Regions from separate parts of the Mus musculus genome. Here all the other regions are linked to region 1. A link is a contact called in public ChIA-PET, HiChIP or PLAC-seq and promoter capture Hi-C data. All regions are on one chromosome and are shown on one strand. The core of a region is the stretch at or near the end of the contact, and the rest is flanking DNA. Distances in the headings are between cores, read along the strand shown. Region 1 holds the start of Rapgef1 (Rap guanine nucleotide exchange factor (GEF) 1). Region 2 holds the start of Gfi1b (growth factor independent 1B). Region 3 holds the start of Ak8 (adenylate kinase 8). Region 4 overlaps Ak8 (adenylate kinase 8). Region 5 overlaps Cfap77 (cilia and flagella associated protein 77). Region 6 holds the start of Lrrc8a (leucine rich repeat containing 8A VRAC subunit A). Region 7 has its middle 22 kb from the start of Setx.

What was found. Promoter capture Hi-C pulls out the DNA fragments that hold promoters and counts their contacts. ChIA-PET counts read pairs in DNA pulled down with a chosen protein or histone mark. HiChIP or PLAC-seq counts read pairs in DNA pulled down with a chosen protein or histone mark.
Region 2: an H3K4me3 HiChIP or PLAC-seq map of embryonic stem cells shows a contact between it and region 1, with 5 times the contacts expected there. The contact joins the promoter of Gfi1b here to the promoter of Rapgef1 in region 1. A contact is called at or near these places in 2 of 39 promoter capture datasets (liver and pre-B cells) and 2 of 115 datasets of contacts at active chromatin or transcription factors (both in embryonic stem cells).
Region 3: an H3K27ac HiChIP or PLAC-seq map of embryonic stem cells shows a contact between it and region 1, with 3 times the contacts expected there. The contact joins the promoter of Ak8 here to the promoter of Rapgef1 in region 1. A contact is called at or near these places in 5 of 115 datasets of contacts at active chromatin or transcription factors (embryonic midbrain, embryonic stem cells, forebrain and 1 more).
Region 4: a contact with region 1 is called in a promoter capture Hi-C map of pre-B cells, with 2.1 times the contacts expected there. The contact joins the enhancer-like site here to the promoter of Rapgef1 in region 1. A contact is called at or near these places in 7 of 39 promoter capture datasets (the 3T3-L1 cell line, the HPC-7 cell line, cranial neural crest and 4 more) and 1 of 15 datasets of contacts at CTCF or cohesin (large pre-B cells).
Region 5: a promoter capture Hi-C map of the HPC-7 cell line shows a contact between it and region 1, with 2.9 times the contacts expected there. The contact joins the enhancer-like site here to the promoter of Rapgef1 in region 1. A contact is called at or near these places in 8 of 39 promoter capture datasets (the 3T3-L1 cell line, the HPC-7 cell line, frontonasal cranial neural crest and 4 more), 1 of 15 datasets of contacts at CTCF or cohesin (large pre-B cells), 1 of 484 Hi-C or Micro-C datasets (the N1E-115 cell line) and 1 of 115 datasets of contacts at active chromatin or transcription factors (large pre-B cells).
Region 6: a FOXA1 HiChIP or PLAC-seq map of pancreatic cancer cells shows a contact between it and region 1. The contact joins the promoter of Lrrc8a here to the promoter of Rapgef1 in region 1.
Region 7: a contact with region 1 is called in an RNA polymerase II ChIA-PET map of memory CD8 T cells, with 6 read pairs. The contact joins the enhancer-like site here to the promoter of Rapgef1 in region 1. A contact is called at or near these places in 3 of 39 promoter capture datasets (the 3T3-L1 cell line, cranial neural crest and liver), 1 of 15 datasets of contacts at CTCF or cohesin (large pre-B cells), 7 of 115 datasets of contacts at active chromatin or transcription factors (embryonic basal ganglia, embryonic forebrain, embryonic hindbrain and 4 more) and 1 of 9 other capture datasets (embryonic stem cells).

What each region holds. Positions count from the first base shown.
Region 1 is chr2:29,617,890-29,621,221 of GRCm38.p6, forward strand. It overlaps Rapgef1 (Rap guanine nucleotide exchange factor (GEF) 1), which reads left to right and starts at 1,831. Exons shown (of 26, transcript NM_001039087.1): 1 at 1,831-2,174. The coding sequence starts at 2,114.
Region 2 is chr2:28,620,362-28,623,693 of GRCm38.p6, forward strand. Gfi1b (growth factor independent 1B) reads right to left here and starts at 1,621. Exons shown (of 7, transcript NM_008114.3): 1 at 1,488-1,621. Gm52548 (a long non-coding RNA gene) reads left to right here. Exons shown (of 2, transcript XR_003954006.1): 1 at 1-551; 2 at 892-1,842.
Region 3 is chr2:28,698,562-28,701,893 of GRCm38.p6, forward strand. It overlaps Ak8 (adenylate kinase 8), which reads left to right and starts at 1,600. Exons shown (of 13, transcript NM_001033874.2): 1 at 1,600-1,713. The coding sequence starts at 1,630. It overlaps Spaca9 (sperm acrosome associated 9), which reads right to left and starts at 1,090. Exons shown (of 5, transcript NM_027283.1): 1 at 1,021-1,090.
Region 4 is chr2:28,769,391-28,772,722 of GRCm38.p6, forward strand. All of the region lies in intron 11 of Ak8 (adenylate kinase 8), which reads left to right. Among named protein-coding and RNA genes, the nearest start is that of Mir3088, 38 kb to the left of the region's middle. Within about 2 kb of position 1,566, at least 13 of the 459 cell types and tissues checked have an H3K27ac peak or open chromatin away from gene starts, as enhancers often do. A contact at or near this core is called in pre-B cells, where this site is marked.
Region 5 is chr2:28,962,064-28,965,395 of GRCm38.p6, forward strand. Cfap77 (cilia and flagella associated protein 77) reads right to left here. Exons shown (of 6, transcript NM_001166705.1): 4 at 569-674. Among named protein-coding and RNA genes, the nearest start is that of Barhl1, 47 kb to the left of the region's middle. Within about 2 kb of position 1,683, at least 3 of the 459 cell types and tissues checked have an H3K27ac peak or open chromatin away from gene starts, as enhancers often do. A contact at or near this core is called in the HPC-7 cell line, where this site is marked.
Region 6 is chr2:30,235,956-30,239,287 of GRCm38.p6, forward strand. It overlaps Lrrc8a (leucine rich repeat containing 8A VRAC subunit A), which reads left to right and starts at 1,814. Exons shown (of 4, transcript NM_177725.4): 1 at 1,814-1,850. It overlaps 1700084E18Rik (RIKEN cDNA 1700084E18 gene), which reads right to left and starts at 1,676. Exons shown (of 1, transcript NR_028299.1): 1 at 1,242-1,676.
Region 7 is chr2:29,100,955-29,104,286 of GRCm38.p6, forward strand. No RefSeq gene overlaps it. Among named protein-coding and RNA genes, the nearest start is that of Setx, 22 kb to the right of the region's middle. Within about 2 kb of position 1,712, at least 79 of the 459 cell types and tissues checked have an H3K27ac peak or open chromatin away from gene starts, as enhancers often do. A contact at or near this core is called in liver, memory CD8 T cells and pancreatic cancer cells, where this site is marked.

The DNA of each region.
Region 1 (3,332 bases), core at 581-3,080:
CCTCAGGGAAGGGTTCTAAGGGTGAATAACAAAGAAACCCGAAAGATGGTGGCGTGTCCGTGGAGAGGAGGGGCAAGAACATTCTAGCAGCTGGAGTGGCCTAGGAGGACAAGCTAAGTTAAGGCAAGGAAAAGGGAGGCTTTCACCCTCGATTAGCTGGCTCTTAATCCCGAGTGTGTGCTACTATGGCTATGAGCACCTTGGAACCTTAGGAAGCAAGTTCTACGAGTCTGCTTGGCATCGATACTTTTTGCAAATTCCTCGCTATCTGATATGCAGCAATTTATCACATGGATTTGATCTTGTTCTTAGGAACCTCAAACCTGACTGCGCCTACATTTATTGTTCCATTCCTCACTTCAGAATTTGGGGCATGAAATATTGACGCTCTGAGCTCAGAAGTCTGGAAGGCTAAGCACCCAGGGAGAGCTGGAGGGCGGGCCTTGAGCGATTCGCCAATTTTGCCTTGCTGATGCAGCTTCCACCAGAGCAGAGCAGAGCCATTCTGGCCCTGAGCAGCCATTTGTCAACTTGAAAAGGGAAATGAATTTGTCAATCTTTGGCTTGGCCTTTGACCCCTAGAGGGTTCGGACCCATGGCTCTGGAAATTTGGCTGCCGATTGTAGGCAGCCCTCAGTCACAGAATCAGGGGACTGTAGAGTATAGGGAGATGGAAATAGAAATCTTTGGTGGCATCCGTCACCCTGAACTTCTCCCTGCACATCTCTCAAGGTTTGCCCTACCACTAGCTTACATATCTAGAGGCAAAGCAGACTTCTAAGTGTTCTTAAGTTACATAGTGTGTCTCTGTGTGTGTGTATATGTGTGTGTGCAAGTCAGAGAACACTCTGCAGAAATTGGTTCTCCCTCAGCCGTGTAGGTCTAGTCAAGTTCGGCAGCAGTTGCATTTACTTGCTGAGCTATCTTGGATGGTCCCTAGCCTAGCACTCACTTTCTCTCTCTCTCTCTCTCTCTCTCTCTGTGCGCGCACACATGTGCTTGCACACTCGCTGCTGATGTGAATTCCATCTTAGCTAAAAACAGTGAGCAGGGAGCGCCCTTCCCTGTATCTCTTGTCTTGCTAAAACGTATTGCTCACTAATACTTAATGATATGATTTGACTCTCCAACCTATTCATGAGCTTGTTTGAAGGGAAGAATCCACTGGGTTAGTCATGGTAGGATATGACATCATACATAGCAAAGGTTCTTTGAATGCCTAAAATGAACTGTAAACGAACTCATTTGCATACTAGAAAAGACTGCTCTTTAAGCTGGATGTTCCCATTGGAGGGTTTCGTGAGCAAAGCAAACCAGATCTTCTGTGTCACTCCAGGTCTGGGCCTCAGCCTTGGCTTGGAGGATCGGGGCCCACATCTGGCTAAAGGTTCTGCCTTTCACTGGCCCTTGAGACTCACATAGTGTGTATGGGGGATGACGGGGTGAAGGTGGGTGGCAGTCCCAAACGTTGTTGAGCAGGCTTCTTGTGTTTTCAGTGTTGTTGAGTCTAGTTTAGGATCAATTAGAGGAGCTTTGGGCCTGAGGAGGATGCTGAACTTGGGTAACAGACACGGAAAGCTAGCCCACAACTTGAGATGGAAAACTCTGGGTTACCGGAGGCTCTGATCTTTGATGGGAGGGCATGCGGAAGTCCTGAATTGGAGCTGTCAGTCATAGGTTTGATCTCTTTCTCTGTGTCTGAGGAAAGGGGTGGGGTCTATACCGAGCTGTGGCGCGGAGGACTCCAAGCCGGTAGAGGGCGCTGCGCCTCGCGCCAGGCTTAGTTCGGCTCCGGGCCATCAGGGGGCGCTGTGGCGCGAGCGGCGCGGTGGGCTTCCGGCAGGTGGCGCCGTGGCCGCGGGGCCCAGGCCGGCGGGCGGGCGGCGGCGCGGCGCTGCGGCCGGCGGCTCGCGGCCCCGGAGCGGCGGCTGCGCGGGAGGTGGAGCGGCGGAGTGGCAGGCCCGGTGCGGGCTGGAGCGCGGGCGGCGAGCGCACGAGCCGCGGCCGCGCGGAGCCCGCCATGACGGCGCGAGTGTGAGGCGCGGCGAGCACCGGTCCAGTAGAGCGGCGGGCGCGCCGGCCTCTTATCCCGCAGCGGCCGGGCCGGGCCCTGATGAGCAGCGGCCTCGGCCTCCGGCGCAGCCCGGAAATGTCCGGCAAGATCGAGAAAGCAGGTGAGGCGGGCGGGCGGGCGGGCGGCGCGCCTCCTGGCCTCGTGCGCTAGACCCCCAGTCCGGGCCCCAGCCTGGCAGCGACGCCGCGAGGGCCATCTTTGAACCGGGCCTGCCCGGCGGCGGGGGGCCTGTGATGCTAGCAGGATTCTGGGGGAGCGAGTGGAGGTCCCTGTAGCCTTGTTCCCTGGAACATCCCACAATGGCTGGAGCCCGGGACCCTTAGGAGGCCTGGCCCCGACCGCATGCAGAAGAGCAGGCGCGCTCCAGAGGTGATCGGCAGCCCAGTTATAAAATGTGTCACTCCTAATGAGCCTCGAGTTTAACCACAAGTGTCCACTTCGGTGGCTTCAAAGGACAGCAGGCTAGGGTGTGTTGGAGCGATGTTTCAGGGAGCAGCCAAGTTGTCCTCTAATATTTCTGCCTTGCTCTGCAAGCAGGGCAAGTGGAGAGTCATTGGGGATGGGGGAATAAGGTGGATGCGATCTTGGTGCAAACCTCATCTCTTTGTGTGTTCCTGGAAATCTTGGGGAGTCGCCTCCCAGTTTTTCCCCCGCCCCCCGGCTTGCATATTCTGGGAGTTAGATACTCCCGAGAGTCAATTACTGTTGTGCATATGGGGCCCAGAGCTTAATTAGCCGTCAAGCAGGGACTCCTTTTACGGGAGGGCGGGTTCTTGGCTGGTAGGTAAGGTAGGCAGTGAGTGGTCCAGGGCCTGGGTTGGGGGTTGTCACAGTGGGGATACCCAGTTATCCTGGAAACTTAGTAGAGAAGGCAGACTTGTAAGAACCTGAAAAGGTGTTCGGCCGCACTAATTTTTGGAAGCTGCCATTTCATAGGTGGACTTGAGGATATTTGGATGTATATTAGCAGGGGACCAACCAGCAATGAATGTAACTTTTGCAGCCCTGGTTTAAACACAGGGACAAACGTTTTGGTATTCTCTTTTGAGCTATGTGTCTTCATTCTGTGTTTGGTCTCTGGGTTGTGTTGTTTATTAAACGTACTTGAAGATTGCCTGCCAAAGTATGGTCTCTGTTTTCAGGACCCAGAGAGGTTCAGTGAATGTTTGTAGCCCACCCAGCAAGGGGCATAGGTAGGGTATTGACATCTGTCTTCTGACAAGAAGTAGGATAGCATTCCCGTGGCTGGACTGTTCCT
Region 2 (3,332 bases), core at 371-2,870, 1.0 Mb before region 1:
TCCAGGGCTACACAGAGAAACCCTGTCTCGACCCCCCCCCCAAAAAAAAAAACAGAAAGGAGAGATTAAAAAAATAATGAAAGAAAAGAAGAAAGGACTGGGGATGTAGCTCAGGACACAGTGACAGAGGGTGGAGGCAGAAGGATCAGAAATTAAGTTTTTGTTTGTTCATTTGTTTGTTGTTTGGTTGATTTTTTTTTTGTTGTTGTTGTTGTTGTTTTTTTACTATGTAGTGAGAAAGGAGAGAAGGAAGGAGTCGGGACCAGAGTGTACGTCCCATGCCCATGCCGAAGAACACCACGTAACTCAAAAGCAAAAAAAAAAAAAAAAAAAAAGGTCAGTTCTATGGACTTGTTTTACCACAATGGAAACAAAACTGGGCAAACAGCCCCCACACTCCCCACGGCCGGCTGGGACTGACACCAGAAAGGATTCAATGCAAACGCCTTCAGACGGAGGAGTCTCCTGCTATTTCTGCCTGCGAGCAGGCTCTGTGCCCCGGTGAAGGGAGACCTGGGACCTGCACCCACCTTTTTGAAGTTCTGGGAATGGTGAGCACCACTGGGGCGATTCCATCAGACCTAAATCATCCAGAGCCACCCAACTCCCCGAGGGACTTTCTACAGGTTGACCCCCAAATCAAAATGTTACCCCTCTCCTGATGGAGGGCTTTGCAGACTTGGAAGAGCACAGGTGGATAGGCACAGCTCTGCCAGTACCCAGGCTGTCCAACTCCACAGCTAGGGTGACTTGGCTTTCCCCACAGTAGTCTCATAAAAATGCTGGCTTTCCCAGGACCCAGTCACAGACCACAGCATCCATCCGTGGGCATCTCTGCAATGAGCCCTGTTTTCTAAGAAAACCACAACTCAAACTCACCTTTTCCTCTAGGTGAGAAGAGCTACAGATGCTCAAGGAGCCAAGAGCCTTTGGCAGTGCCTCCCCTCCATCATCCTGTGGTCTGCCTCACCTTGTCATTTCCCTTCAGTAAATTCCCAAGGAAAGGGTGTCTGACTCCCCTCCCCGGTGCTTCCAGGAACTTTTGAGAGGGTCATCAGAGCTACCAATCCCTTCTGAGATCCTGGCACAGGGCAGCTCTAGCCCAGGGGGACACCAATTTGGGCTCCTCTGGTGCCCCTAGAAAAGTGCTCTGTGTGTGTGTGTGTGTGTGTGTGTGTGTGTGTGTGTGTGTGTGTGTGTGAAGGGGGGGATTGACTTTGTGTATCTGGGTGAAGCCTAGCCCCCTACAATGAAGTTTCACAGAATTCGCAGGAGGAAAGCTCGGTGTTTGCGCTATCTTGGGGTATCGGGACTGGTCCATGTTCCTTCCTTCTTCTCTCCCCTGGTGATGAGCACTGCATCCAGAAGAGAGACTACCACAGTATTCTTCCTCTCACCTTAAAGGGAAGCAGACACCCTCCCTGCCTTGGGCACCCAGGACGAACTTTTCAGCGGAGCCCAGCCAGCACGGGTCTGGCAGCACTCACCGTCAGGGAGCTGTCCCTCTTCTGAGTTCTGCCCGAGAGCCACGAACCTCCACACTGTCCCTGGGGACTGCTCTCGGCTCGGTCAACGTTATGAGTCTCTGCACAGACAGACACTTCTCCTTTTCGTTTCTGTGTTTCCCGCCCCCCTTCTGTTCCCCTCCCTGATTTTCAATCTGATTATTTGTGTCAAAATCTGGCGGCTGCAGCGTCAGCCAATGACCAGAGCGCGAAAGTGCAGCCACATTTGCTTATCAAAACTTCACAGAAGCTTCTAACCCACTGGAAATTTCTCCAGAAACTTTCAGTAGCATTTGGGTGAAAGAGAGTGGCTAACTTATTAAAATGTAAAAGTCTAGCATTGACTTACAGTCCCTCATCCTTGCTTTAGATTTTATTTCTTTCCCTTCCTTCTTTCCCTCCCTTCCCCCTCTTCCCCTTTTCTCTTCTTTCCCCATCCATCTTCCTTTTCTTCCCCCTCTCCTTCCTCTCCTCCTCCTCTCTCCTCTTTTTCTCCCTTCTTCCTCTTGCTTCTCCTCTCCTAGATTCCACCATCACACACTTTCTCGCTGAGGCATTAGAGGGGCCCCTGTGTTTAAAGCTCTTGGATCCTGGGCCAGTACAGATCACTCTTAACCAACAGGATTCTGTCTCCCACTGAGCTCATTCTTAAAAAAAAAAAAAAATGGAGTTTCCCCCAGACAACCACAGACCAGCAGAACCACAAATAGACAGAGTAGAAGAACAACAAAAAAAGCAAGGTAGTGAATTTGGGGGCCTTGGAACCTGTACCTGGCAAAGTTCAAGTACAGATTGAATACCCAAGTACCACGGCCGGCGTGTGCTGCCATCTAGTGGCAGCATGAGAGACAGAGAGGTCAATGGGGGCCCCTCTGGGTACCCAGGCCAGCGCAGGGCATTTCACCCCATTTGAGCAGAGCCCCATTCCCTGGTCCCCACTTTCTTTTCCCTGCTCTGCCCCTTGGCCTCCTCCCGTTTGGGGATGACTGATTTATTCCAGGAAGTTTTGCATACAGAGAGAACTCCACCAAACAGCACTGTTAGCTGATTTGCATGCTCTTGCAGCCAGGACTGGAGAGATTACATTTCCCCCATAAAGAAAACAAACACGGGACAGGAAGCCCCGATTGAAACTGCAAGTCCAATGTTCAAAGTGTAGAGAAAAGAGATGTTTCGTTTGAGGCCTTTCTGCTGAGGGGGCTAACCCTGTGGCAGCGGCCGGAGGTCACAACAGACTCCCCAAGGGGACACAGGTCCAGACTGGTGGCCACAGATAGGAGACAGCTACACCCAGCCCTTGTTCTCTCTCTCTCTCTCTCTCTCTCTCTCTCTCTTTCGAGACAGGGTTTCTCTGTGTAGCCTTGATTGTCCTGGAACTCCCTCTATAGAACAGGCTGGCCTCGAACTCAGAAATTCGCCTGCCTCTACCTCCCAAGTGCTGGGATTAAAGGTGTGCGCCACCACACCCAGCCTTGTTCTCTCTTTATAAAACGTCTTGAGTATTCTTTGGGTGGTACACGTTACCAGCCAGCACTCGGTGAGAACTGAGTCACTATGCAGAAAACTTAATAGACCATACGTGGGACATTTTTAAACTGTTCCCTGACAGGGACCAGCCCTCATTTCTTGTCACATACACTTACACTTGACTGTCTTTCCTGCTGAGCCATGTCTCATTCAAATCCTCCTCTGTGGACATCTTTAATGGTTTTACACCCACTTCCCTCCCCATAACCTTCCCAAAGCTTTGGCTTTCTAAATGCACAATTGTTAGGCTGAGCTCTGGCCTCAAGCTGCTGTGTAGCACAACCAGTTCAACGGTGGCTC
Region 3 (3,332 bases), core at 350-2,849, 920 kb before region 1:
CGGGGACAGAGGGCTGCGCTGTGGCTTTACATGGGCAGGTGTCATTATCCCAGGTCAGAACGCTAGCTCTCAGCCTTGAGGCTCCCTCTGATTTCATTCTCAGCCCCTGGGCAAGACTTTTCCCCTTTGCTAGGCCTTAGCCTCTGTTTCTGTAAAAGGTGGGGGATTGGATAGAAACTCTTCAAGCTATTGAAACTTCCTCTCTGTGCCCAGCAGCTGTCGAGGGAAGAAATCCAGAAAGAGGAAATGACTTGCCCAAAGCCACCAGCTAACTCCTCTGGCCTGTCTTATTCTGCAGTGTCTTGTCTGTCTTCGGAGCAGAAGGTTTTCATCTGACTTGACACTGCCTGGTGCTGTGGCCCCCGGAGCCCCTGAGAGCTCCTCCAGCTTGACCCATGCAAACAGGTGAGCTACAGGAGCAGGAGTGACTCGGTCCCCAGCACTTGCTGCTCTTCCAGAGGGCCTGGGTTTAGTTCTCAGCACCTAGATCTATTGGCTCACTGCTTGCAACTCTGGCTCCAGGGTTCCAAAGTCCCTTTCCCAGCCTCTGCTCTTCCTCTGTCCCACCCTTATACACATTAATACATAAAGATAAAACTTGTGAGACAGGAACGATTGTTGTCCAAAGTGAGGTGAGATTAAGATTAGTCTAAAGATTAAGTGAGATATCACTATGTACCCACACTGTCCACTCCCTATAGGCCAGTCACTGTCGGGGACTTCAGGGTAGTTGTGGGAGGAATGCCTGAGTGTTCCCCACTGCTCAGGGTAGAAACTTAGGCTCACTGTAAATCTGTCAAATTTACAACATCTAGAGTTGGACTTGTGGCTATCATCGTAGGCTGTGTGTACCTCCCTCTGGGTTACTACACAGAGTCCTTCCTCCACGATGCCACCCTTGCCTCTTCCACAGCTACACGCAGCTTTCCTCCCCCTAGGCCAGGACACCTCCACCTCTTTCTCCCCCACTCCCATAGTGTTTTCGACCCAGCTCGTCGCCGGCGCTCCATCCCCCTTTACCCTGGTTTGACTTGGACTGGCCTTCGCCTCACAGAGTGCCCAGAAGCTTGCAGTGCCTCCGTGGGTGTGCGGCCCCGAGGGCGGGAAGGCCCCTCAGGAAATGGGCGTGGGCGGGGTCGAGGCCATAGAGGCCAGGCAGGCTTGGCCGATTGTGACCACAGGTGCTATGGCAACCCGGTCACATGACTCGGCCGGCCGCCCAAACCAGGAGACCCGCCCAGTTTCCCCCCACCCCCACCCCCATATGATCTGGGCGCATATGACTTTTCCTCCTGTAGAAACCGGTCCCACGTCTGCCCCAGCGTCTTTCATTTAAAGATGGGGAAACTGAGATCCAGGGAGCAGGGTCAGCTTCCAGCGCCCAGATCCGCACAGTTGGCTACACCAGAAGCAGGATTTATTCTGTCATCCGATCCCCCATTGCTCTGTAGCTCCACAGGCGTTCTGGGGTTTGCTTTGTGGCCCTGGGGAGGGAGAGCCGACTGCAGATCAGGACCTCGGTGGATGGAATCCGGGACCAGGACTCGCCCCAGCTGAGGCGCTCACCGATGACGCATAGCTTGGCGTCCCAGCAACGCCGTTACTAAGGAGCGGAGCGCTGTCGGAAACATGGATGCAACCACAGCCCCTCATCGCATTCCCCCGGAAATGCCTCAGTACGGGGAAGACTACTACATTTTCGAGATGATGCAGGTGATCAGGCGCCCGAGGATAGGGAATACGGCTACCGGGCCGGGCCGGCAGCATGGTCTGGGGGGAAATCCCTTTCCTCAGTTTCCCCACCTGTGAAATGGCGCAGTAGTCTCCAGGGCCTCTTCTGGCATTGTATGGGAAACCTCAGCCGGTTCCTGAGCCCTGAGTCTTACCTAAGCTGGGCCTTGGAAGCCCTAACAAGCTAGGCTCACCCACCTCACTCCAAGACCAGTTAAAGAGATAAGCAACAGAAAAAAAGAAAAAGTCAGAGAAAGGCTTATTTCCTGTGACCACAATGGAAGGAGGAACACGTTCAAGAAGTTCAGTGACCTGCTTCCCGGGGCTAGTTTTGGGGTCCACACAAGTCTAGTGTGATCCCGCACCTCACTGACCCATATCTGTCTCCGTTCCACTCCCTCCTGCAAGGTGGTCTGACAAGTTGGAGGAAAACTTCCCAGGAGACCCGCCCCTCTGGCTGGTGCCAGCCTTTTCCTTCTCCTGGCATGAGGTTCCTGGGAAATTCCAGTTCCCAGGACCAAACCGATTGTCTCAGCCGTCAGGCAAAAGACACATGTGTTTTGTCTCATGAGGGTGTCTTTGACCCTGTTAGGACAAGTAGGGGACCGTATAAGTTTTAGATGGCATCCCTATCCAGGTGGTCTCCTCTGGGGCAGCATATTTTCTACATAGCCTCTATCCTCAGAATTGGCCTTTTGAAAGCCCTCGTCCCTCATCCCTTATACTAGCTCCCAGCTTGTCCTGGTTCCCAGGCAACTGTGGCCTTCAGCCAAACCATATCCCCATCTATGTGTGCTCCAGTTTTTGACTTGTGCTCTCCAGAGGTGAAAGTGACTTTTAGGGGCTGGACCGATGAGCTGTCTAACAGTCAGTGATTCTGGGGGCCGCAGGCAAACTAGAGCTCAGTTTCTAGTACCCTATACTGCAAGCCTAGCATGCACACGCGCACACGTGCGCACACACACACACACACACACACACACAGACAGAGAGAGAGAGAGAAGGAGGGGGACACCGTGCTGGCACATGAGCCCAGGCCAAGGAGCCTGAGTCTACTGAGCAAGCTCCTTTGGAAAGTGTTAATGGAGGGGAGACCAAGGAGTGGCCAGCCACAAATAAAACAGCAAATCTGGGGGCACGAGAGGGGTGATATATGATCCTGGCCTGCTTTCTTGTTGGATTGGTGGGGCGATAACCAGAATACTTTATCTTATTATCATTTATTTTCAAATAATCTTAGACTTGGGAAGTTATAAAAATGGCGTTCACCTCTTGTCTAGCTTAGGCCGTGTAACCTTGGTCTTCTCAAAGCCGTGAAGCAGAAGTGGGTGCAGTGCTTGAGCCTCCACTGCAGGCTTCTCCTGGATCTCACCCCCTTTCACCTGCTCTTGGGTTTCTGTGGTGGTGTGTACAGCTCTGTGACGTTTTATCAGATGTCTGTGGCTCTCATGGGATTCACAGATCCACTGCTGTTCATCCGTGATAACAGACTGTCCTCAGACTTGGCTTCTTTTTGTCTTGTCCTGAGAAGGACTCATGGCCTTATCAGCCCGAAGCATGCAGATGTGTTACCTGTGTAACCTCTTAGTCAAGAAGTGAAC
Region 4 (3,332 bases), core at 316-2,815, 850 kb before region 1:
ATACCAGGTACTCACTCTCCTCTGCTCACCTTAGCTCCTGTTTTTATGAATATTCATTTTATATGGGAGTGGCAGAAGTAGGTGGCAGGGAATTCATGAGACCATAAGAAGATGGAAAAGACAGTGTGGGTAACAGAACACCTTTGAGGGACCAGAGGCAGGACATTCAGGAGTGCAGAGGGTCAGCCAAAACCTAGTAGGTATTAAAAATGGTACAGGAAACCCTGCTACTTTGCATTCTGGGATAAAAAAAGAAAGAAAGAAAGAAAGAGAGAGAGAGAGAGAGAGAGAGAGAGAGAGAGAGAGAGAGAGAGAGAGAGAGAGAGAGAGAGAGAAAAGAAAAGAGAAAAGAAAAGAAAAGAAAAGAAAAGAAAAGAAAAGAAAAGAAAAGAAAAGAAAAGAAGAAAAGAAAGAAAAGTGTCACTTTCCTGGTGAGGAAAAAGAATTTCCAACAACCTCCAAAATGACCCTAAATACACTTCTGCCATTTTGTTGATGTGAGGCAGCGTTCTCGGCACTGACTTTTATAAAATCAAAATATCCATCCATTCTGGGTCCTGTAGTATAAAATATTCTGCCAAGATTTAATTCTCATTTATGCAAATTTCTTTCCCTCTTTAATTAAAGATAAAATACATTTTTACTAAAGAATTGTTTTAAAATCAATTCCTTTATGGTTGATTATCAGTAAGTGTTTGGCTTGCATGTCTACTTTATTCTGGACCTATATACGAAGGGTCGCAGGGCTGTGTGAACATTTCTCAGGAAAAGGAGTCATGAGTGACAAAAGCTTTAGAAATCTTGGTGTGAGTCTCCAGGAGGCTAGCGGGTGCCAAGCCAAGTTTGGTCAAAAGCCCCTGGGACTAAGCAAGAGGGCGCAGAGACAGCAGCAGTCCATCCGTCCCCAGGGGGGCGTTGGGGGCAGGGTGTGTGACTACTGAATAGTCCTTTAAGGGAGGGGCGTACACAGATGTCACCAACAGCTCAGGAAGGGAACCAAGTGTTAGTGTATAAAGCAAATTACTTTTATGTCTGGACTTGGGACACTCACCCGGTACAGAAGGACTGACAAGGAGAGGGTGCCCTGGGCTCTGGAGCACACAGAAAGAATATCTGAGAAGCAATTTGATTTCAGGCAGGCTTGGATACATCTCCATTCACTATGGAGTTTTTAAAAAATTCCTCTCTAAGGACTGTGTACACAATTCTAATCTACTTTATTTGCTCCTAGGACATAAGACAGACAGGAAGTGTACTAAGATGTTTGTCTGTGGTACGATCCGCTCCTGTTCCCTGGTACACCGTTCTCTGTGCTCTCCCTCCTCCCTCTGTCCTCTGCCCTCCTCCCAAAACCTCTTTCCTTGACAGCCTCTCAGCTTTGAGAGGCTGAACATTCTGGTGATTAACTCAGAAAGGGATTTCAACCATGAACCGTTCCCTTCCCCCACCCCCAGATTCATCCAGGAAAGAGAAATGTCCTCAAATAAGTCCGGCTGGCGTGAGGACAAACACCGGAACTGTAACTCTGGTCTGGGTGTGATGTCAGTCATAAAACACTCCGGTATGGTGCTGCTGGCTTGACACTAGGAGGAAATCCTGGCAGAATTATAGCCATGAAGCCAGTCTAGGGATACAATACAGAAACCTATAACTCAGATACAAAAACAATCTCTGAAGGCCCACCAGCCACCCACCCTCCTCTTTTTTTTTTCCAGGAGGATTCAATGAAATTAGAATAAAATAAATTTACATATATATCAATTTTATTATTAAAATATATTCACACTAGTAAATAGAGTTATTGGAGAAGGGCAAGCTTGTCTGCGTGCCAGACTCAAAAATAGACCTCTTTGGCTTATCAGAAAACAAAGTTATTGTCTCCTCTCCAAATATAAATCTCCTTTTCGAGCCAATAAGTGCAGTATGTTCAAATGTAATGCTTTGTCAGGCTCCCACCTCATAAACCCACAGCCCATAATAGTAAATTACATTCCGCCGAGCCGTATCAATCTCTGTACTACCACCTCACGGTGAAGGAAGCCCAGCAATTGATGTGTCGAGAGGAAGGAGAAAAAGTTATTTGAGAACAAATAAAATGGGCTATAAAGTTTGTTAAAACGTAATAATAATAGGGGAGAGACAAAGAGAGCCGCTTCCAAGGCTGCACACAGAAGGCTGCCCTTGGCTTGCTGTGAAATAATTCATTTCCTGCTGCAAGTCTGCAGCCATGTGTTTTCTTTAAGATCCATGTTCACTATGCAGGGGGTGGGAATAGGCTCTGAAGGAGACCCGGAAGTTTGTGGCATCTCAGACAGCTGGGTATCTGAACCCCTACTTTTCCTTGAGACCTTAACCCACCCACCCCCATGGTCTCAGCCACAATCATGGATCCTGCAGAGGTGACAGAGGGGACCTTGATGGCTATGCCATTTAGCAGACTGCTAGCAAGGGTGTTTATTACAGCTGTCTTCTCCAGGGTCTCTCTATTCTATTGGATTAGTTTTAGGACCACCAGGAACACTCTAGAACGTTCCCCATCTGTAACTTAGACTGTACCAAACTGGAAACTACCATTTAGGTACCTTTGAGGAGTGGTGGGGTCTGAATTCATAGTTTTTATGTTTTCTAAGTTGTGTGTGTCTTGCATCCAGAGGTTGGCTTGTCTCTGCCAAGGCCAAGGGCTCTCTCCTTGTAGCTGTCAGCATCCTGTTGGTGCTGTAGCTGTCAGCATCCTGTTGGTGCTGGTTGCTGATGTTTTCTGCTAGAGCGACACTTCCCATAGCTGTTGTCTCCTAGAGATCAGCTGCTATGGAGAGAGAGGCCAGCAAACCAACCCTGTGTGCATGGGGCTGAGGCTACACCTCAAAGGCAGATGTCTAAGAGCCAGCCCTTCCGTACAGCCAAGCTTTCTTTACGTTGCCCTCATCCTGGTGGCCCATGTCTTAATTCCAGCACTGAGAGGCAGAGGCAGGTGGGTCACTATGAGTTCAAGGCCAGCCTAGTTTACATAGTAAGACCCTGTCTCAGTAAAATTTAAAAATGTATTTTATATGTATGGACTTTTGTATATATGTTTGTACACTACATGTGCCTACAGAGGCCAGATGAGACCATGGCATCTTCTGGAACTGGAGTTAAAGACAATTGGAGCTGCTGTGTAGGTGCTGGGATTGAACCTAGGTCCTCTGGGAGAGCAGCCTGTGTTCTTAACCATTGACTTTATATTATACTGGACTAACTAAGGCCATTTTCATGAAGTATACAATATGCGTTGGTCTACGTGCCTCGCTTTGCTATCCTCCACTTTCTCACCTGTCCCAGCTCCTGTCAGT
Region 5 (3,332 bases), core at 433-2,932, 660 kb before region 1:
ATAAAGGAGTTGCCTTGGTCCTGGTGTCTGTTCTCAGAAGTAAACCCTGACTAAGACACCTGCCTAGGATGTAAGATAAGGATGCTGCCTCCCGCCATCCTGGGATGAGAAGCTGTGTTATTTCTGAGAAGGTTACTCAGTAACAAAACACTTTCATACTGTCTAAGAAAACATGTTCTTTAACACACCCCTGTAAAATGGCTTTCTATCTTGTCACACCAGCCAGTGAGGGACACACACCTGTCTAGGCTGGTGGCAGTGAGGTCTAGTTTCCTCTGTAGCAAGTGAGGCAGAAAATCAGGGGATGGCCTCTATGTAAGAGTCAATGTGACTGGGTTCTAATCCCAGCTCAGAGGTGACAGGGCCTGCTGACTGATGTCCAGCCATCTCTTACCCAGTCCAGAATCAAGTACAAGCTGAATGAAAGCATCACTGAGACTGGTCTAGATTTGAATTTCAATGCAGCAAGATGTAACGAGGCCCCTGCTCCCACCCCAACCACATACCCTGATGCTAACTCTTCTCTTCCCCCTAAGCTTCGGCCCCTCAGAAGTGAGGGCACAACTACCTTCTGTTTCTTCTCCATTTTGATGGCTTGCTGAGTGGCCTTCTGTTCCTGTACCCACAGCTGCTGGTACCGATGTTGTAACAGGTCAAAGAAGGGTGTTGATGGCCTGTGGGGAGAAGGGCACACAGAGCTTGAGGCCTGAGTAAGACCGGGGCACCCGCTTACAGAACAAGACACCTCCATGGGCTTCAGGCCTCGCCATCAGCAGACCAAATTAGCTCCCCAGGGCCAGGAAATGGTTCCTGTAGCGCCTAGAAACCCCAGAGAATCAGATCCCATACACAACGTGCTCTGCAAACATGGGGAGCCTCCATGCAGTTTCTTTTGAGGGAGCAAAGATTCTGTCCTTGTTGGGCAGGGTTCGTAGGCTTCCCAGAACCCTTTCAGCTATGCCTCTCATAGACCCTGGGCTCTGCCCTCGGTCTGCTGAGGCTAGTCTGGAAAAGACTCCTGCCAAGAAGGTGTTCCACCCTCAGTGTCTAACCTCCCTGGCGAATCGTCAGGATCTTCCTTTACAGCCTTGGTGTCTGATTGTCCTGGTCCACCTCAGCAAGAATGCTGCCAAGTTGCATGAGTAATGAGCTGTCACTCTTGGGGACTCTTCTCACACAAATTCTGTCCTGTCCTGGAGAACTGGCTCCACACTTGTCAGTCCCATTGGGCTGGTGGGACTACCCTCAGCTTTGCATCAGGGCCCATCTCTTTCTGAAGTTGCACTAGATGTCTTCACTGCTTGCAGTTTGGAAACCTGAGCCAGTGCTGGGCGCTCTGCAGGTACAATCCTTCATCACCTTAGTGAGGAGGAGGAGAACAGTGTCGGGCAGCGCTCTAAGTAAGGTCAGTTGAGTCACGGGACTCAAAGCTAATGTAGATCTAAGGCCTTCTAAGAAAGCAAAGCAAAACAAACCAAAATGCTCGTAGGCTGGGTCTGAGCTCTAAACAGATTGAACGACGGGTGTACAAACAGACAGCGGCCATGTGCAAAGGAGAACTCTGATGCTGGTGAGCAGTAGCTGTCCAGGAGACAGGCCTGTTGCTGATACCGCCTCGTAGCCAGGAATGAACTCTAAGCGGCTTGTAAGACAGAGTGTGCACACATACCAGACAGGAAGCCATCCTATTGTCTACAGACAGGAAGCCAACCCACTGCCTATAGTCACAAGTCAGGAAGGCACAGCACTGTGTCAAACCTGCAGAAAATAAAGCTGTCCTAACTGTCCTAACTCCAAGACTCAGGAAGTGGAGGCAGGAGAATCACAAGTTCATGAATCCCTGTCTTAAGTACCTACCCTCCAAGAGTTAAGTTCTCAGTGAGGAGGGCTGCCTGGGGCACAGACTGAGGTAATGGGGGCTGGAGAGATGATGGTTCAGCAACTTAGAGCACTGGTCACTCTTGCAGAGGATCCAGGTTCAGTTGCTAGCACTCATATGGCAGCTGACAACTGTCTGAAACTCCAGCTCCAGGAGACCGGATGTCCTGGCTTTTGAGGGCACTAGGCACTGATCTAGTACACAGCCATACATGCAGGAGAAGTACCAATACACATAAATTAAAACACTGAATATATAATAGTAATAATAATAAATAATAAATAATAATAAACTAGAATAATCAAGAGAGGTATAGGCGATGCACATTGGTGGGGGCTGAAACGGCCAGAAGGCTAATAGGAAATTCCCAGTGGATGAAATTTCCAGTGGATGGTCACTTCAGCATGGCCAGCCTTTTTTGCTATTCTTTTACCACTATGGTAACACAGCTGTGGCATAAAAGAGCGCATCTAAGATTGGGATATTTCAATGGTGGAGTGATGCCTAGCATTTCTGAGGCCCTGGGTTCGAGCCCCAGCACCACAAAACGAATAATGACCATTTTGACCTTGCTAGCAGAGGACTCTTCCAGAAGTCATGCACTAGAAGGGGTGCAGCATCTCCTGCCACATGTATTTGGGGAAAGTCCAGGCGACCAGCTCTCCAGACCAGTGCTTTCTAGTAGAGACATCCCCCAGCCATACTGAATGCGAGCTAGAATCTCTTGGGACCACCGGTACTGGGAAAGGTGACACCTCAGGGTTGGACTTCTGGCCTCTACTGCTTTGAGACCTTGAGTTTGTATTGTTTACTGCCCTCCCACCTTCCTCCCTAACCTCCCTCGCTCCTATGTGTGACAACTTGTTAAGGAAGCCCCAGAGTGTTGTGGGAAATGATGTGAGAAAGTCAGAGCCAGAAACACTACACAGTAGTTTAGGGGTTCTCTCAGTCCGAGACACCTCTGAGGTCCTAGGAAGCTGCAACAGTCACCTCTCAGCTGCATAGACACCTATCTGGTCAGTCATAGTGCTGACAGTTTTCCAAAGCAGCCAGGGAGGGTGAGTATGCGGAGCAGCTCAACTTAGGACCTTTCTGCCCAGACCAGAGGATGAGTAGGTAGACCCCAGAGGAGAAGCAACCCCCTTAACTGTCCAGCAAGGTCAGAAGCTGCAAACCTCTGCCCCTGGATTTGATTGATCTGGTCTGAATGGCAGCCCTAAAAGTCTGAAATCATTGTCAATGCTTAGAAATACAGGTGTTGGGCTGGAGAGATGACTCAGCAGGTAAGAGCACTGACTGCTCTTCCAAAGGTCCTGAGTTCAAATCCAGAAACCACATGGTGGCTCACAACCATCAGTAATAAGATCTGACACCCTCTTCTGGTGGGTCTGAAGACAGCTACAGTGTACTTATTTATAATAATAAATAAATCTTTGGGACGGAGCGAGCAGGG
Region 6 (3,332 bases), core at 564-3,063, 620 kb after region 1:
GGACCTTTGGAAGAGAAGCCAATGTTCTTTTTTAGTTTTTTGAGACAGGGTTTCTCTGTGCAGCCCTGGCTGTCCTGGAACTCACTCTGTAGACCAGGCTGGCCTCGAACTCAGAAATCCGCCTGCCTCTGCCTCCCAAGTGCTGGGATAAAAGGCATGGCCACCACGCCAGGCAGGATATCTTTTCTTGATGATCCATCCTGTTTCTCTTGTCCAGTGGTATCTGAATTTCTCTGTTGTATGTTTTTCTTCTCCTGGGAAGATAAAAACAAAACCCTGCCCCAACCCTAACTCTGGATTCTTTTGTGGACTAGCAGGGTATATCTTTCCCAGGGCAAAATGCTTTTTGGCAACAGAAAAAAAAAGCATTATCTTTGAAGTTGAAATTATTATTATTTTTAAAGTTTGAAACTAAATATACCTTAGTATGTGGATAAATATACTTATATCCCCCTTTCTCTTTATATAAATTTAAGGTTAAGGGGCTGGGCTGGAGAGATGGCTCAGCAGCTAAGAGCACTGACTGCTCTTCCAGAGGTCCTGTCACTGTAAAAGGGGGCGGAGATCATTCAGTGAGGGAAGGGTCATCTGTACAGCCTGTGTATATTAGTCAGCTGGTGCACACACCACTGATACCCAACTCCACAAAAACTCATTGCTGTGCTCCCTGCCTTTCTTCTTTCACGTAAGCTACTGGAACTCGTCCCATACTGGAGTACATGAAACACTTTGTTTTAATAGCTGAACAATTTCCCAACCTAAGGATTACTACAGTTAGCCTGGGAATTATGAGGACCCGGGAAGATTAACACACACACACAGCTAGCGTCTGGAGGCTTGGTTCTGAAGATGTGGTTTTATCCTCAGCTCAGCTCAAAATTCGCTGCTAACGTTAGGCTGGAGGTTTCCCGATAGAGAATTCCCCTCACACCCTCTGCCAATCCTCTATCTCCAGCCAGAAGCCGGGGAACCGGACAAAGAGATCCCCACCAGAAGCCCTTGCTTACAAAAGTCGGAGCAAAATACTGGATAAAGCAGATACTTAGTTTCAAAGTGACCACTGGACTCAGGACACACCTACCAGATTCCTAAACTCCAATACCTTCTCAAGCACGGCACTACCTCTCTCCCCTCTTCTACAAAAAGTTCCTAACCCAGTCCAGTCCAACGACTTCAAAGATCTCCTAGTGTGAGACAGTGAACTCGCCGGGGCGCGACTAATCGCCCAAGAAACCTTTAAATTTAGTTCAACTGTGTTTATTGCAGCGGCGGCGGAGAAGCCATTCAGTTAACTCGGAATTATGCGGCTTTTCAGGGACAACCGTCGCAAGCCGGACGTGTCGAGGCGCGCGTCAGCATCAGCAGGGCAGTTACATTTGCGGGCACCTGAAGAGTTTGGGCAGCGAGTCAGCTAACGAGCAGCACTAAAGGTATGAGGACGCTGGCCCAATGGCGATCGGAACCCGAACAAAGGAGGTGAGCGGATACTTGCGTCAGCTTGGGTCACTTGGCCGCTCTGGCCAGAGTAACGCATCCCTTAAGTTGCAGGGATCCCTGTCCCTTTAAGGGGGCTTAGTTCTGTCCCGTTACTTCCGCCCCGAAGTGGCTTGGCGCAGGCACGTGGACGGGAGTAGGGTGAAGCCGCCTCAAGCTTTCCCCTTAACAGACATGGCGACGGCCGGGATGCCGCGGGTGCGTCCGGCCGTGACGTCACTTCCGGGGCGGGGGAGGCAGAGTGGTGCAGTGAGGGACAAACAAAAGGAGGCGCTGGAGGAGCGCGGCGGCGGGCGGCCGGACTGGGAGGTGGAGGGCCCGGGCTGCCTGCGGGCGGCTGCGAGCGGAGAGCCCAGGTGAGCGGGTCGGGTGGGGGATGAGACGCGCGCTGTCACCGCACGGGACGCTCTCCTCGGACGCGCGCTCCGCCCCTTCAAGTTCTGCGGGGCTCTCGCTGCCCAGGGGCGCCGGCCACCCTGGCCCCGCGCTGGGCTTCGCTCCGCCCTGCCTCCCGCGGGCGCCGGCTCCGGTCTCCACCCTCCAGGCCGTGCGGCGGCGCGCGAGCCCCCTCCCGGGCACCCTGTTCTCCGCGCGCCTCTCACCCGAGTTTCCGCCGCGGTCCTCAGGCCGCACTTGCCGCGCTGGTCCCCGCAGATCCGCGCCCCTTGGCGCACGCGCCCCCTTCCCAGAGGTTCCACCCGGGGTTCTCTTGACAGCTCCCCCACCAGCTCTTACAGTTCTTGGCCGTGGGCTTCCCGGCGCCGGCTTCTCTTTAGACCACTCCCTCTTCCTGATCTCCCGGACTGTCCCCTGCTATGGGGAAGGGAGCACAGGCTTTTGGGACCTCAGACTGGGGCTCCCTGAACGACCGACTCCTGATATGAGAGTCTGTTTCGTTCTGTCCCTGTTTTGTGCATCTCTTGGGCAGGAGTGACAAGTACAGGAGGTTGTTGGTGAGCTGGAGGTCAGCAAAGGCGACCCCAAGCTGAAGGAACAGCAGAGTTCGGGATGACAGTGGCAGGGGGTGGGGGCTTGTTTTTTGAGATAGGGTCTCAACTATGTAGCCTTGACTGTCCTCAAACTCTCTCTGTAAACCAGGCTGGCTGGCCTCGAGCTCACGGAGATTCACCTGTCTGGTTCCTGAGTGCTGGGTAGAGACGTGGGCCTCTAACCTCTGTTTGAGACCAGGGTTCTTGAACCTGCCATGCACTGGACTGGAGTGAGTCAAGATGGGCTGGTTCTGCTTGATACAGTTGTTGTCTTGTTTTGAAAGAACACATTGAGTGAGCATTAGCTTTTTCTTGATGGGAACTGGGCTGACATAGTGGTAGTTCTAGGACAGCCACTCTTGTACAACCTCCTCTAACGCTGCCCTAGCTAGGACAGGGACAGCTTTAAGGATGAGGTGTGGAGGGGAGAGAGTCTTTGTGAGGATGGGGACACTTGTCTGCTGAATTTTGGAGACAGAAATGAGTAGCCAGAGGCTACAAAGTCTTTTCCTGCCTTGCAAGTGTGTCAGTGGTCTCTTTAACTCTGCCATCTGTGTTATGTCCTCTGAAGTAGAGAAAATGGCCAGTGCAGGAAGAATAAGTTGACCATTGAGGGTAGGAGAGGGGGTATATTCAGAGGCTCAGGGGTGGTGCCAGTGGGCTAGGCCGTTCATCCTGCTGTTTCCTTGATGAAGGTCGGGCTCTCCTCCAGCTGTCATGGGCAGGCAAGGGCAGGTGAGCAGTGTTGGAGGACAGCTTCCTGGAGATTTTCTGGGGTCTGAAGCTCCACATTGTTTGGGGGATGGTGTACAAAGCAGGGACCAGAGAAGCAATTGACAATACCTCCCA
Region 7 (3,332 bases), core at 462-2,961, 520 kb before region 1:
ATATCAATCCAGTCGTTTATTCCAGGTTCCCTTCGGTTATCCTATGAATCAGCATCCTGTGGCCCAGCCCCATACTTTTGCTTTCACTTTTGCAAAAGAATTCCGCGATCTCCCCTGTGGGCACCGTTCACAGATCCTATCTACTACTGTAATAGACATTCTTCCATGAATGTGTAGTATGTATCAGTGTGTTCGGAATCCAGATGAAGATTCCCTGGAACTGGACATGGGCTGCCATGTGTGTGCTATTGAATGAACCAAGGTGCTATGGGAGAACAACCACTGAGCCATCTCATCTTAGCCTCCAAACATGAATAAAGTTTTGTTCTCTTGGAAAAAAAAAAAAAAGAATTCAGAGATCTGCCTCCCTCTGCTTAGCACGGTCAATGAGCTAGCTGGGTGGGACACAGACATGAAATTACCATTTCTGCCCTACCTGGTCCTGGACTTTGTCCCAAGCTGACATTGAACTCAGGAATCTGCCTGCCTTTGTATCTTTCTGACAAGCTGGCTCATTAATGCAGCTACCTTTGTTCCTTTAGATTTGTGAAGCCACTCATATAATTCATATTGTATCCTTATTTTTGCATAGTTGAGAGAGATGGCTGGAGAGATGGCTCCGCAGTTAAGAACACTGACTGCTCTGCCAGAGGTACTGAGTTCAATTTCCAGCAACCACATGGTAACTCACAACCATCTATAATGGGATCTGATGCCTTCTTCTAGTGTGTCTGAAGACAGCTACAGTGTACTCATATCAATAAGAAATAAACCTTTGGGTTGGTGAGATGGCTCAGTGGGTAAGTGGGTAAGAGCACCCGACTGCTCTTCCTAAGGTCCAGAGTTCAAATCCCAGCAACCACATGGTGGCTCACAACCACCTGTAACAAGATCTGACGCCCTCTTCTGGAGTGTCTGAAGACAGCTACAGTGTACTTACATATAATAAATAAATAAATCTTTTTTAAAAAAAAGAAAAGAAATAAACCTTTAAAAAAATTATAAGGGCGGGAGAGATGGCTCAGTGGTTAAGACTGCTCGTCCTAAGGTCCTGAGTTCAAATCCCAGCAACCACATGGTGGCTCACAACGATCCGTAATGCGATTTGACGCCCTCTTCTGGTGCATCTGAAGACAGCTACAGTGTACTTAGATATAATAAATCTTAAAACAAAACAAAACAAAACAAAACAAAACAAAACAAAACAAAACAAAACAAAACAAAACTGGGTGCACCAGCATCTGTCTGTAATCCCAGTACCAGGCTAAGACAGAGAGATCCCTGGAACTTGGTGGTCAACCATTCTACCTGAATTATTCAATAGAGACCCTGTCTCAAAAACTAAGGTGGAGCTCAATCAAGGAAGACACCCAACATCAATCTCTGCTTCTTTTTCTCTCTTCCTCCCTTCCCCCTCCCACCCCCTCCTACCCCCCACTGAGCAGTGGTGGTACACACCTTTAATCCCAGCTCTTGGGAGGCAGAGGCAGGCAGATTTCTGAGTTCGAGGCCAGCCTGGTCTACAGAGTGAGTTCCAGGACAGCCAGGGCTACACAGAGAAACCCTGTTTCGAAAAACAAAACAAAACAAAAAAAAAACCCAAAAAACCAAAACCAAAACAAAAGTGAAAGCAGTAATGGAAGAGTTGAGCAAAATTGGCTGTTTATGGTGGTGTATGCCTTAATCCCAGCAATGAGAAAGCAGAGGCAGGCAGATCTATGTGGGTTTGAGGCCAGTCTGATCTATATAGTAATTTCCAGGCCAGTCAGTGCTAAATAATGAGACTCTGTCTCAACAAAAACAAAAAGTAAGCGGGGGGGGGGGGGGGGGGGGGGGGAGATATTGAAAGACCCACAACGTTCTGACTCCAGAGAGGTGACACCCCAAATCACTCAAGGTCTTGTTGCAAACTGCAAGAGGACTTTTTATTTCAAGAGCGCTCTCGGGCCTACAGTCATACACCATGCAGGGGTAGAGGACCATGGCACCCTGAGTAGTTGGGTAAGGGGGTATTTAAAGGAAGAAACCACAACTCAAGGGGGTGGGAAGGGCGTGGTTGGAAAATACCAAAAATACCAGTTAAGAGTCACGAGGAAGTGGAAAGTCAAGACAGTTTTCTAGGAGCCTCTAACAATAGCACCTTTGCATAGCGGGTTCCAGCAACAGTCAGGGTGGGTCAGGGTGACTTTCTTTGAATGAACACTTCCTGAACACAGGAAGAGGGTGGGTGAAGGAATGTTGCTATCTGTTTTATGATTAGCATGCCTTGGAGTATTGAGTCACAAAGGTCACATTCTCAAGCATGGGCCTAAAGGCCTAGAATTTTTGTTTTTACGTTATACTTTTTCAATATGACTGTAGGCTTAGATTTTCTTTTTCTTTCTTTCTTTTCTTTTTTTCTTTTTTTTTTTTTTTTTTTTTGGTTTTTCAAGACAGGGTTTCTCTCTGTATAGCCCTGGCTGTCTTGGAACTCACTTTGTAGACCAGGCTGGCCTCGAACTCAGAAATCCACCTGCCTCTACCTCCCAAGTGCTGGGATTAAAGGTGTGCACCACCATCATTTACCCTCCCTTCTAGCCCCTCCATCAGAGGTAGTGGGGAAAGAAGGTTTATAGGAACGGGTTATGGACCTGTTTAAAAGTAGTTCTTTGTGGTAATTCCACTCTTCATTGTCAGGACACCAGCAGTCTAGTCCAATCAACTGAGTTGCCAAGGAAACCAGAAATTTTCCACTGCATATGACACAAAAAAAGAAAGAAAAGAAAATTTAGCAGATCTTGTTATATCAAATTTAAATAGATTAAGCTCATGAAGTATAAACATAAATTGGCAGATTTGATTATAAAATATGCATTATTTATGACACATTAGTGTTTTCTTGTGACATGTCTTTTTGAGTTTGGTGTATCATGATGCCTCGTGGGATGAATTAGGAAGTGTCTTCCTGACGCAGATGATACAGGTTTCGAGTTTTTGTGACCTTTTTTGTTCCAGTTGGGCTTAGCCCTGGGTCCCAAGGTGCCTGATACTCAATCGTCAACAAAAGTCAGCTTGAGACAGTGGCTCTGAGTTCATTGTTCCACGTCAATGAAACTTTCTTTAAACTTTTTGATTCTTTGTGAGTTTCACATCATTCACCCCAGTCCTGCTCATCTCCCTGTCCCCTTATATCCATCCTTTGCCCTTGCACCCCCCCCCCGAAATAAAACACACAAACAACAAAAAAACCAAACCATAGAAAACACCTCATCATGGAACCTGTGCTATTTCACAATTTCCCACGGGATATTCCTCTGTCCACAAATCTTCATTGGAAATGTTCATTGAGGCAA